2 separate regions of the Zea mays genome follow, and region 1 is linked to region 2. Evidence: chromatin contacts called from public Hi-C data. All regions are on one chromosome and are shown on one strand. The core of a region is the stretch at or near the end of the contact, and the rest is flanking DNA. Distances in the headings are between cores, read along the strand shown. Region 1 holds the start of LOC100283780. Region 2 holds the start of LOC103630174 (Putative MYB DNA-binding domain superfamily protein).

The links. Hi-C and Micro-C count contacts between places; a contact is called where the count stands out from the background.
Region 1: a Hi-C map of tassel shows a contact between it and region 2, with 2.3 times the contacts expected there. The contact joins the promoter of LOC100283780 here to the promoter of LOC103630174 in region 2. A contact is called at or near these places in 2 of 25 Hi-C or Micro-C datasets (endosperm and tassel).

Annotation. Positions count from the first base shown.
Region 1 is chr6:146,419,531-146,424,098 of Zm-B73-REFERENCE-NAM-5.0, reverse strand. LOC100283780 reads right to left here and starts at 1,273. Exons shown (of 8, transcript NM_001156679.1): 1 at 622-1,273. The coding sequence starts at 1,192.
Region 2 is chr6:146,089,213-146,094,134 of Zm-B73-REFERENCE-NAM-5.0, reverse strand. It overlaps LOC103630174 (Putative MYB DNA-binding domain superfamily protein), which reads right to left and starts at 2,404. Exons shown (of 12, transcript XM_008651258.4): 1 at 2,036-2,404; 2 at 1,186-1,425; 3 at 1,034-1,088; 4 at 503-560. The coding sequence starts at 1,298.

The sequences.
Region 1 (4,568 bases), core at 24-2,523, 330 kb before region 2:
TTGATTTCAGTAAGTCCAATTGCTACACTAGCATAGCTAATATTCCAAATCAAACTACAATGCTTTTCTGCAGTGGATTCATTAACCGAATAAGGTCAAAGATCAGCACAACAAACATAAAGTATAACAGCATTAGGTGCCCAACCAATGCAGCTGAAAATAACATAAGTAAAACTCACAGCCATGGATTATTCAACCACAACATACAAAATAAAGTATACACCCTACCATAGTAGGGCAACAGGATAGAACAGGCTAATTTCAAACATTAATAGAAGTGGACTAATCAGTTAAATTTCATCAACTACAGCTTTAGAGTCCATAGCGAAAGGTAGTATAGCCTAATGAAAAACTTAAACATAAGCAAATGGCAAATGAAGTTCTTGTGGATTCAAGACCAAATTCCCCGTTTGTTTAACAACAGCCTTACCACTTGTTGACAACTTGAGTTGCCACAGTTAGGTCCGCACAAGTGCACAACGTTCCAGTAGTAGCATACGCACATTTAGAACGAGAGATATGAAGCAAACCTTGGAATGCTGCCGTATGAAGGCAACGAGTAGAAGCAGCAAGAACGGCAATATCTGAACGCGCATTTAGAAAGAGAGATATGAAGCAAACCTTGAAGATGCTGCCGTATGAAGACGACGAGTAGAAGCAGCGAGAACGGCAATATCTGTTCGAACCACCGCGCAACGTGGTGCACGTCGTAGCGCTGGTACGCGCGGTCCCCGCCCCCGTTCCCCGACGTGCCGGCCCCGCCACCGTTTGCCTCCGCATCCGTAGCGCCTGCACCCCTGCCCGCAGCGGAGGCCTGGTCAACCTCAGAGCCGGCGGTCGCCTCGATCAAATCCTCGGACGAGGTCCCCGCATCCGGCCCGCCCGTGGCCTCCGTGTCGCCTGGGCCGCCCTGAATCCGGATCGAAACCTCCCCGTCCCCAGCGGCGGCAGCGGAGAGAAGACCATCGACCTCCGACGCCGACAACGGCGACGAGGGCCCCGCGGACGGGTGGTGCGCCGCCAGGGCAGGGCCGGACTGGACTACGCCGGAGTACTCAAGGAGGGCCGCGATGGGGGCCTGGAGGAGGCTGGAGGCGGAGAAATTGAGGCCATATCGGCGGAGGCCGGAGGGCCCGACGCCAGCGCCCTGACTGGGCCCCCAGCGATCGGGGCTCACGGGGGGTGGGTCCATCGCCGGCGCCGGCGAAACCCTATATGCCGGCGTCGCACGCGAAGCGGGCCTGACGACGCGGAGTCCTCTGGAATGAGAGGGAGATCCCGTTGGCTTTGCTTTGGTTGGTCTTCTTCGCCTTCGCCTTTTGGTTTGGTTCGGCGTCTGCCTTCACCGTATCACCATTCACCCTCCGGCCAAGTTGGTTGGGTTCATCCGCACGAGTAATATTCCACGCAGGTTCATCTGGAGTTTTTAAATTAGAGAAAATCATCTCCACCTAGATAGACACACTCAACGAAAGGAAAATTCTCTTTCTCAATCTCCAACAATAGTCTTCTTCTAACAGGGAAACAGGGGTTTGCAGCCATCAAGCTAGACATGAAAAGCCTATGATAGGGCTGAGTCGACTTTCTTAAGGCCCTGTTCGTTTCACCTGGATCAGCTCATTCACTGCAGAATAAATTAGGCCGGTTTAGAGTTTGGTGTTTATGTGACCCATTGAAGTTGTTCATTTTGGCCCAAACTAAAATCAAAACTGACTCTGTTTAGATTTTTCGCTCACTCCATGATCCGGTACCAATCCCTGTCTCATCCCCTCCGGATTGCATCCCCGACATGACACCCGACGCGAGACGGGCTAAGCAGGGCAAGGCGTTGCGCAGGTGAAGAAGTGGTCGCGTGAAGCGGCAGCGGCGCGCAGCCCCGACGACGACGCTCCCCGCTGCCTTCCCACAGGTAAGGTGATGCTCTCTCTTCCCCTCTCTCATCCTCGCGTGTTCTTGATGTTGTTGAGCACCACGACAATGGCGTCGATGGGGATTCATGGATGACGGGGATGCAGGTGCGTCCCTAGAGCTCCTAGTCCCCATCGCCCCGTTCTTGTGTTCTTATGTACGTGCCCTTAGTGTTGTCCATTTCTTCAGCTTCTGGAATAGGGTTTTGTCCATATCTGCTTCAGTTTCTGAAAACACTCATACTAGGTTTCTGTATTCTATCCATTTCTTCAGTTTCTGAAATGGCGTTTACAAAACAATTAATTGTTAGTATACATACATTTCAGATTCTCAAGGAATGGGTGAGAGCACCTAGAGGGGGTGAATAGATGATCATGCAAATATTGCTCAAAACAACACAAACTTGGTCTAAAATATGAGTTAGAGTAAATCAAAACCAAGTTTGGATGAGAAGATGAGAGGAAGGAAGACTCTTCACTTGATTGCTCACTTGAGATGTGTATTAAACTAGGAGCAATAAATAAATGAAAGTTTATACTCAAAGGAAGATAGAAATCGTAGAAAAGTAAATGGACAAGAGCGACATCGATTTTTTTCTGTGGTTCGACCAAAGCCTACTCTACGTTGTGGTGACCTCCTTTAGTCAAGGGTTGGACTCAACCCCTCTCAAGTGATCCAAAGATCAAACTTGAGTGTCACAGTTTTCTTCGTATATCAAACTCGTTTGTGAGGAATCTCCATAAATTGGAGTCTCTCACACCTTACACAAGATGATCACAATCCAAATCAAAGTAAGGGAGGGAGTCGGGTACACAGACACGAGCACAACGCAGCAACAACACGCACAAATGCAAAGAAGAGAGTGCAACAACAAAACGACAGAGTAACGACCCAGAAAAAGCGCTCAAATATCTTTCAAACACTTCAAAGGCGTGTCCGCGGAGTTTCGGAGTTGTAGTGTGCTCTTAGAATGCTTGGTATCCTGCTGCATGCGCTTAGGGGTTCCTTTTATAGCCCCAAGGGGCCTCGGAGCCGTTGGAGCTTCATTTGGAAGCTCCCAGCCTTCCCTGTCTGCGTGTGCATCGGACTATCCAGTGGTGCACCGGACAGTGCACAGTACAACTGTCGGCGTTTCGAGACAGGGGGGTCCCTAAGCCGACGAGTGAGTGTGCTGCGTGCCCCAGCCCAGATGGGTCGAGCGCGTGGGCGAGCGCGAAGGGGGGAGAGGCGAGGTGGCCGGAGTCGAGTGTGAGAGAGGTGGAAGTCCCGCGGCCTTCGTGTTCGTCCCGCGCCCAGGTCGGGTGCGCTTGCAGTAGGGGGGTTACAAGCGTCCACGCGAGTGAGGGAAGCGAGCGGCCCCAAGAGAGCGCCTGTCCCGTCCTCGGTCCCGCGCGGCCAACCTTCTCTAAGAAGGCCCTGGTCCTCCCTTTTATAGTCGTAAGGAGAGGATCCAGGTGTACAATGGGGGGTGTAGCAGAGTGCTACGTGTCTAGCGGAGGGAGAGCTAGCGCCCTAGGTACATGCCAATGTGGCAGCCGGAGAGATCTGGGCACCCTGCTGGCGTGATGTCGTGGCTGTCGGAGGTGCGGCGGAGCCTGGCGGAGGGACAGCTGTTGGAGCGGTCGAGTCCCTGCTGACGTCGCCCTGCTTCCGTAAGAGAGCTGGGGGCCGCCGTCGTCATAGAGCTTGTGGAGCGCCATCATTGCCCCTCCGGCGGAGCTGGCCGGATGGGACGCCGGTCTTGTTCTCCGTGACCCGAGTCGATTCGGGGTAGGATGATGATGGCGCTTCCTGTTGACGTGGCGGTCTGTGCCCTAGGCAGGGCGACGTGGGGGTTCCTCCGAAGCCGAGGTTGAGTCTGCCTTCCGTTGCCGTGGCCGAGCCCGAGCCATGGGGTCGGGCGAGGCGGAAGTCGTTCGGCCGAGGCCAGGGCGGAGTCCGAGCCCTGGGGTCGGGCGAGGCGGAGTTTCGTCGTCTTCCGGGTCTTAGCCCGAGTCCGAGCCCTGGGGTCGGGCGGAGCGGAGTTTCGTCGTCTTCCGGGTCTTAGCCCGAGTCCGAGCCCTGGGGTCGGGCGGAGCGGAGTTCGCCGTCTTCCGGGTCTTAGCCCGAGTCCGAGCCCTGGGGTCGGGCGGAGCGGAGTTCGCCGTCTTCCGGGTCTTAGCCCGAGTCCGAGCCCTGGGGTCGGGCGGAGCGGAGTTCGCCGTCTTCCGGGTCTTAGCCCGAGTCCGAGCCCTGGGGTCGGGCGGAGCGGAGTTTCGCCGTCTTCCGGGTCTTAGCCCGAGTCCGAGCCCTGGGGTCGGGCGGGGCGGAGTTCGCCGTGGTGCCTTTGGCAAGGCCTGACTGCCTGTCAGACTCACTCTGTCGAGTGGCACTGCAGTTGGAGTGGCGCAGGCGGCGCTGTCCTTCTGTCAGACTGGCCAGTGGAGCGGTGGAGTGACGGCGGTCACTTCGGCTCTGCCGGGGGCGCGTGTCAGGATGAAGGTGTCAGGCCACCTTTGCGTTAAATGCCCCTGCAATTTGGTCAGTCGGTGTGGCGATTTAGTCAAGGTTGCTTCTGAGCGAAGCCAAGGCCTCGGGCGAGCCGGTGATGTGTCCGCCATAAAAAGGGGGCCTCGGGCGAGACGGAAGTCTCTCGAGGTCGGCTGCCCTTGGCCGAGGCT
Region 2 (4,922 bases), core at 1,155-3,654:
TACAACCACAAGATTCAAATAATGTTTTGTGCACCTAATTTCAATTTCTTGAAGTATATACGTGATAAAACAGAGTTATGCGATAACAACGAAATAAAAATAAAGGTATGTAGCATGTGCACAATTTATGAGCATCAGGGGCAATTATTTATCTAACATATTCAAATTATTACATCATAAACATTAACAAGATAGCCACATCTATTTAGGCCTTTATTTGGTGCTAAAGTTTTAGCTTCGAGCTAGTGCATCAAACTAAGTTGACAGTTCTAAAAAAAGGTGGTACTACATTCCATAATACAACACTACATTTTTTAGATCAAGACTTGTAATGCAAATCGCAAGAAAACAAGATGCATGTTAGCAAGCAAAATAAGTAAGTATCATTGTATATGGTCAGTTTATATCTGGATATATGATGCTTCAAAAAGAAATCAACAGCCTGTGCTACATAAATTGAGAACAGAGAACATATGAACTTTGTATTAGCTAAAGAATGTACCTATCTTTTTCCAATTTTTTCCCTTGTAGGTTTCAACAGCTTTGCGAAGTATGTCATCCTACAATTGAGTAGTTGTGCCCATCAAACCACACCAGTAGATAGGCAAAATATGATCTAATCACAGATAAGGCCATCTTTGACACGGTTTCATCATGCAATGCTTAGCATATAAAAAGAACATTGCCATCAAATAAATCTTTGGTGCTGATGTAGGCATGTCACTGAACAGTGTTACTGTATGTAATGTTTGATGCAAATGAAAATAAATGCAGCAAGAGAATCAATCCCTGCCTACTATTAACTATAGTATCAACTACAGTAGAAGAGAGTATGGTGAAAACTGAAAAGTTATATATCTGTATGATATTTATCTTTTGCTATGTAGAGAAAAAAGACTATCTTATTGAGAATGGATGTTTAGCATAGCATTCAACAAAGCTACCTAAGATAGATTATTTACTTCATTATTCAAATGTTGTACTGAAAATGCATGCTATTAACGAATTTAGGAAACCAGAGTGCCAACTTTACCTCTTCTAGAGTCCAGTTGCCCTTGGATGAGCGGCGTGCTGGACCAGTTGTCCTCCTGAAGCCAGAGATAAACAAACATGTATAAGAATTAAGAAGGAATATGCATAACGTAAAACCTGATGAGTGGTTCCATTAAGCGGATAGAAATTCACCCATTGGATAATCTCCCCCCTTTTTGAGGTTCCTTGCTGACTCCTCCATCAGGAGGAACAGAAGGAGCTGAAGACTCTGTGCCCTTCAAAGTCTTTCGCTCTTCAGTTGTCATATTAAGTGAAAACAGAAAACTGAATCTCCACTTAAAGCAAGGTAAGGGCCCAAATATCCATCCCAATGTTAAAACCCTCTAAGGTCTTCTAGCAGATTTTTTTCGCTTGGGGAGAAGTGGCCATTGTCTGCCAAGAGGGGGGAAGGGAACAAAATTGAATCATGTAAACAAAATAACAAATAGTCGAAATTATAATACAGAAATACACAACTATGAAGATACAGTGATGCATCGTGATTTTGCCATGATAGACATGCCCTCAAATTTAACCACAAGATATCAATTTTTTACAGTGAGAAATTAACAAATCCGAGTAAAATTTGGCTAGATTTGAGAATTCTAGAACGCAGACTATAAAAAGATAAACATCTACAAAGGAAGAACAAATATATAGTCTTTCAAAATACCCCCACATCCTCTCAGTCCCAGTCCTCACAGGAAATCAATCCCTCTGTAAGGCTCTGCTGGCGCACCACCGGCGCTACCGCCATTGCGCAACCCCACAGGCCACACTCACCCACAAACCCGCCACGACAAACCCATCTCCACGGACCACGGCTGCTTCCTCTCGAGCGGCTGCAGAATGAACGCAGCGGTCACCCCCAACCACGCCACCTCTTCCGCTGCCGCGCCGAACGGGAAGCCAGGTACAGCGCTGCGCCGCCGGTGGGCTTTGGGCGCAACCAGATCGAGGCAGCAGAGCAGGCGAGAAGGGGAGCGCATAAAAGAAGTCTCACCTCACAGGAGGCGCGGCGCATCAGCTCCGCTCAGCGGCGACCGAACCGCGCCGCCACCCCGATCCGGCCGCCGCCGTGGTCCTCCGGAATCTCGAATTGCGCAGGCCAAAAGGGAAGGCTTTTTTCCACCAAAGCCAATTTTATTAATAATATGGGGAAATAGGGTCTTGGCTTCTCTGGGCGTCGCTCTGCTTGGGAGGTTTTAAATTTCGCAGCGGAGGCCAACGAACGGGGTAGGGTGACTGGGTGACAGAGAGGAAGAACTGAAGAAGCACGGAGCGGAGGGGCAAGGACGGTTGGGATGTCGGAATCGATGTGAATCTGAGCCATACGGGCGGCCAGTGCGACTGCCGCTTCGGGGCTTTTCAAACGCCAACGGCTGGCCCTAGCTCTGTTTAGTGTTGCTGCCTTGCTGGCCTGCCAGTTACCTAGTTTTACTATATCACCGCGTAGATAATGTTTTAATTATCGCGAATTGTTATCTTTTTGTTAGTCGTGAAAAATATATAGGTTTAATCCTGTCTTGTTATATCCGACCGGTCATGGTTATTTTGGTAGTATTTTATAAGGGGAACAATTGGATCTATACCATTAAAAGATCCAAACTTTAGATATATACCATAGACCCCACATATCATTGACTCATGTGGACCCACATGTAAGTGAGATAGTAATGGTATGGATCCAAAGTGGTGATCTTTTAACGGTATGGATCCAAATTTCCCTTTATAAGGTGTTTTGATTATCTTAAAATATGGTGCTTATTTTTAGACCTTGAATTTTGTGTTGAATTGTTGATGCCTCTCTTGCTAACATGGAACTCTTTTAAGGCCTCGTTCGGTTCGGTCGGTTTGGTCCATTCCAGCCTTTGTTCCGGATAGAATAAAATGATCTGGTTAGGAATTACGTCGTTTGTCCAAAAGATGTTTGTTTGAACCTGAATCAAAAAACAAGAGTGATACGGTTTGGAGTTTTTCCTTCTACCACAGTCTGGTACGAATCCAAGTATGCTGACCTCTCGATCCAACTTGACGAGCGTTGGCAGAGGACGAAATTGGGCAACAGCTATCGTGACCGAAACTCGAGCAACAACAATCCTGGCCAAAGCGAACAACCTTCAATGGACCACTAGTTTTTATTTCAGATTCAGATCCATCCGTGACCAATTTTTAGTGAACCACTTGAATCCAGCCTATTTGGCTCTTTGTCTTCTAGACTTGATCTTGGGCCACCTAACACGACCCGCCCAAAAAAACTCGGCCCAACCAGACCCGACCAATACAACGGGCAGATACAGACCATAATTTTTTACCCGCAATAATTATCGATTCAGGTACGGGCCGTGATTTTCGACCAAAAACCCGACCCGGCATGTCAAACAGGAAGGCACGGGCTAGACCTGTTCAAACATCGGGTCGAGTCAAGGTTGGGTCGTGGGGCATTTAGCATGGCCCGTACCCAACCAGTGCATAGTTCGGGTCGGGTTGGTCCTGTCTCCCCGTTTGACGTGTCGGGTCGGGTTTTGGGAGTTTTGGTTTGGTCCATTCTAGATCTGGTTCCAGGTGGAAAAAATGACCCGGATTGAAATTTGGCCACTTCTCTAAATCCTGCTCGTTTGGACCTAAATCAAAAAATGAGAAGGACTCCGTTTGGAGTTTTTCTGAACACCATGGCCCGGTACGAATCTAGGTGTGCTACCAAGGGATCCAATCTGGGTGAAACGGGGGCAACGCTGGCGACAAACGAGGCGAGGAGACGCCGCCGCCAAGTGACGGCGTGGCGGCGCGAAGTGATAGCGTGGTGGCACAGCGCAGCGACGACGGCCACTCTCCCCGCTGTCTTCTCACCGGTAACCACCGCCCTCTCTTCCCTATGTATGGTTTCCTCATCGTGATAGCGTGGCGGCACAGCACAACAGAGAAGAGCGTGTACGCTGAGGAGGGCCGGCGTGCGAGCGCGAGGACGCCGATGAGGGATGCAGTCTGTGAGACCGGCAGCCACACAGCACAGTTGCTGAACGCCGCACAACGCAGAAGCTGGAGAGGAGAGCTGGATCAGCGGTGGTTAGCAGAGGAGAAGTTGAATGCCGCACAGCGCAGTTCCACCTTGCCAGCAGGGCTCGTAGTACCTGATAGCACAGCTATGCAGTGGAAGGAGCCTAAATTCTTAGCGCAACATAGATTTAGATTAGCTATTCAGAATAAGCAGAAATTAGTGAAATACTTACTTGTTATGTACATTAACATACTCATCTGTTTCATCATAGATTTCTTCCTGCGAACAGAGCCATGTCAATTTACAATATCTGAGAGAAGCCAAACTTTGTTCGAGAAAAAGAGCGAGGACAAACAAATTACCACAATTCAAGTGCAACTGATTTTCCCCCTAGTTTCTCTCCTAATTGAATACTAGTACTTACGATGGCTAAAATGTTGCAAACAACTGATGTTTTCATGGAATGGAGAACACTCATACAGCATCATTAGCTAGTGATCTTAGCGCATCATCATGAAGAATTAAGTGTATACTTTATGATCATGTATGCCAGCTCCTTATTTGAGTTGTTACATGTAGATCCCTACAACACCAATTATAGTTGCGGAAGGTGAACCTCCTCCCTCTTGGGATCCGGTACCAACTCCAAAAGATATTAAATTCTTTGTACGTATATATGGTTTTCTTTAGTCCTTGTTACTTGTACTTTTGAAATGATACATGATTTGCTTTAATTCTATTTTATTATTTAACTTCTACCTGACAATAAATGTATATTCTTTACTTCTACAATGAGTATGTCATTGCGAGATCATATTAGAAAGAGGAGGGAAGAAGAAGATGATGATATGATGTTGTTTATTTTTCCTGCCTTATATCTGATGGGTTCAAC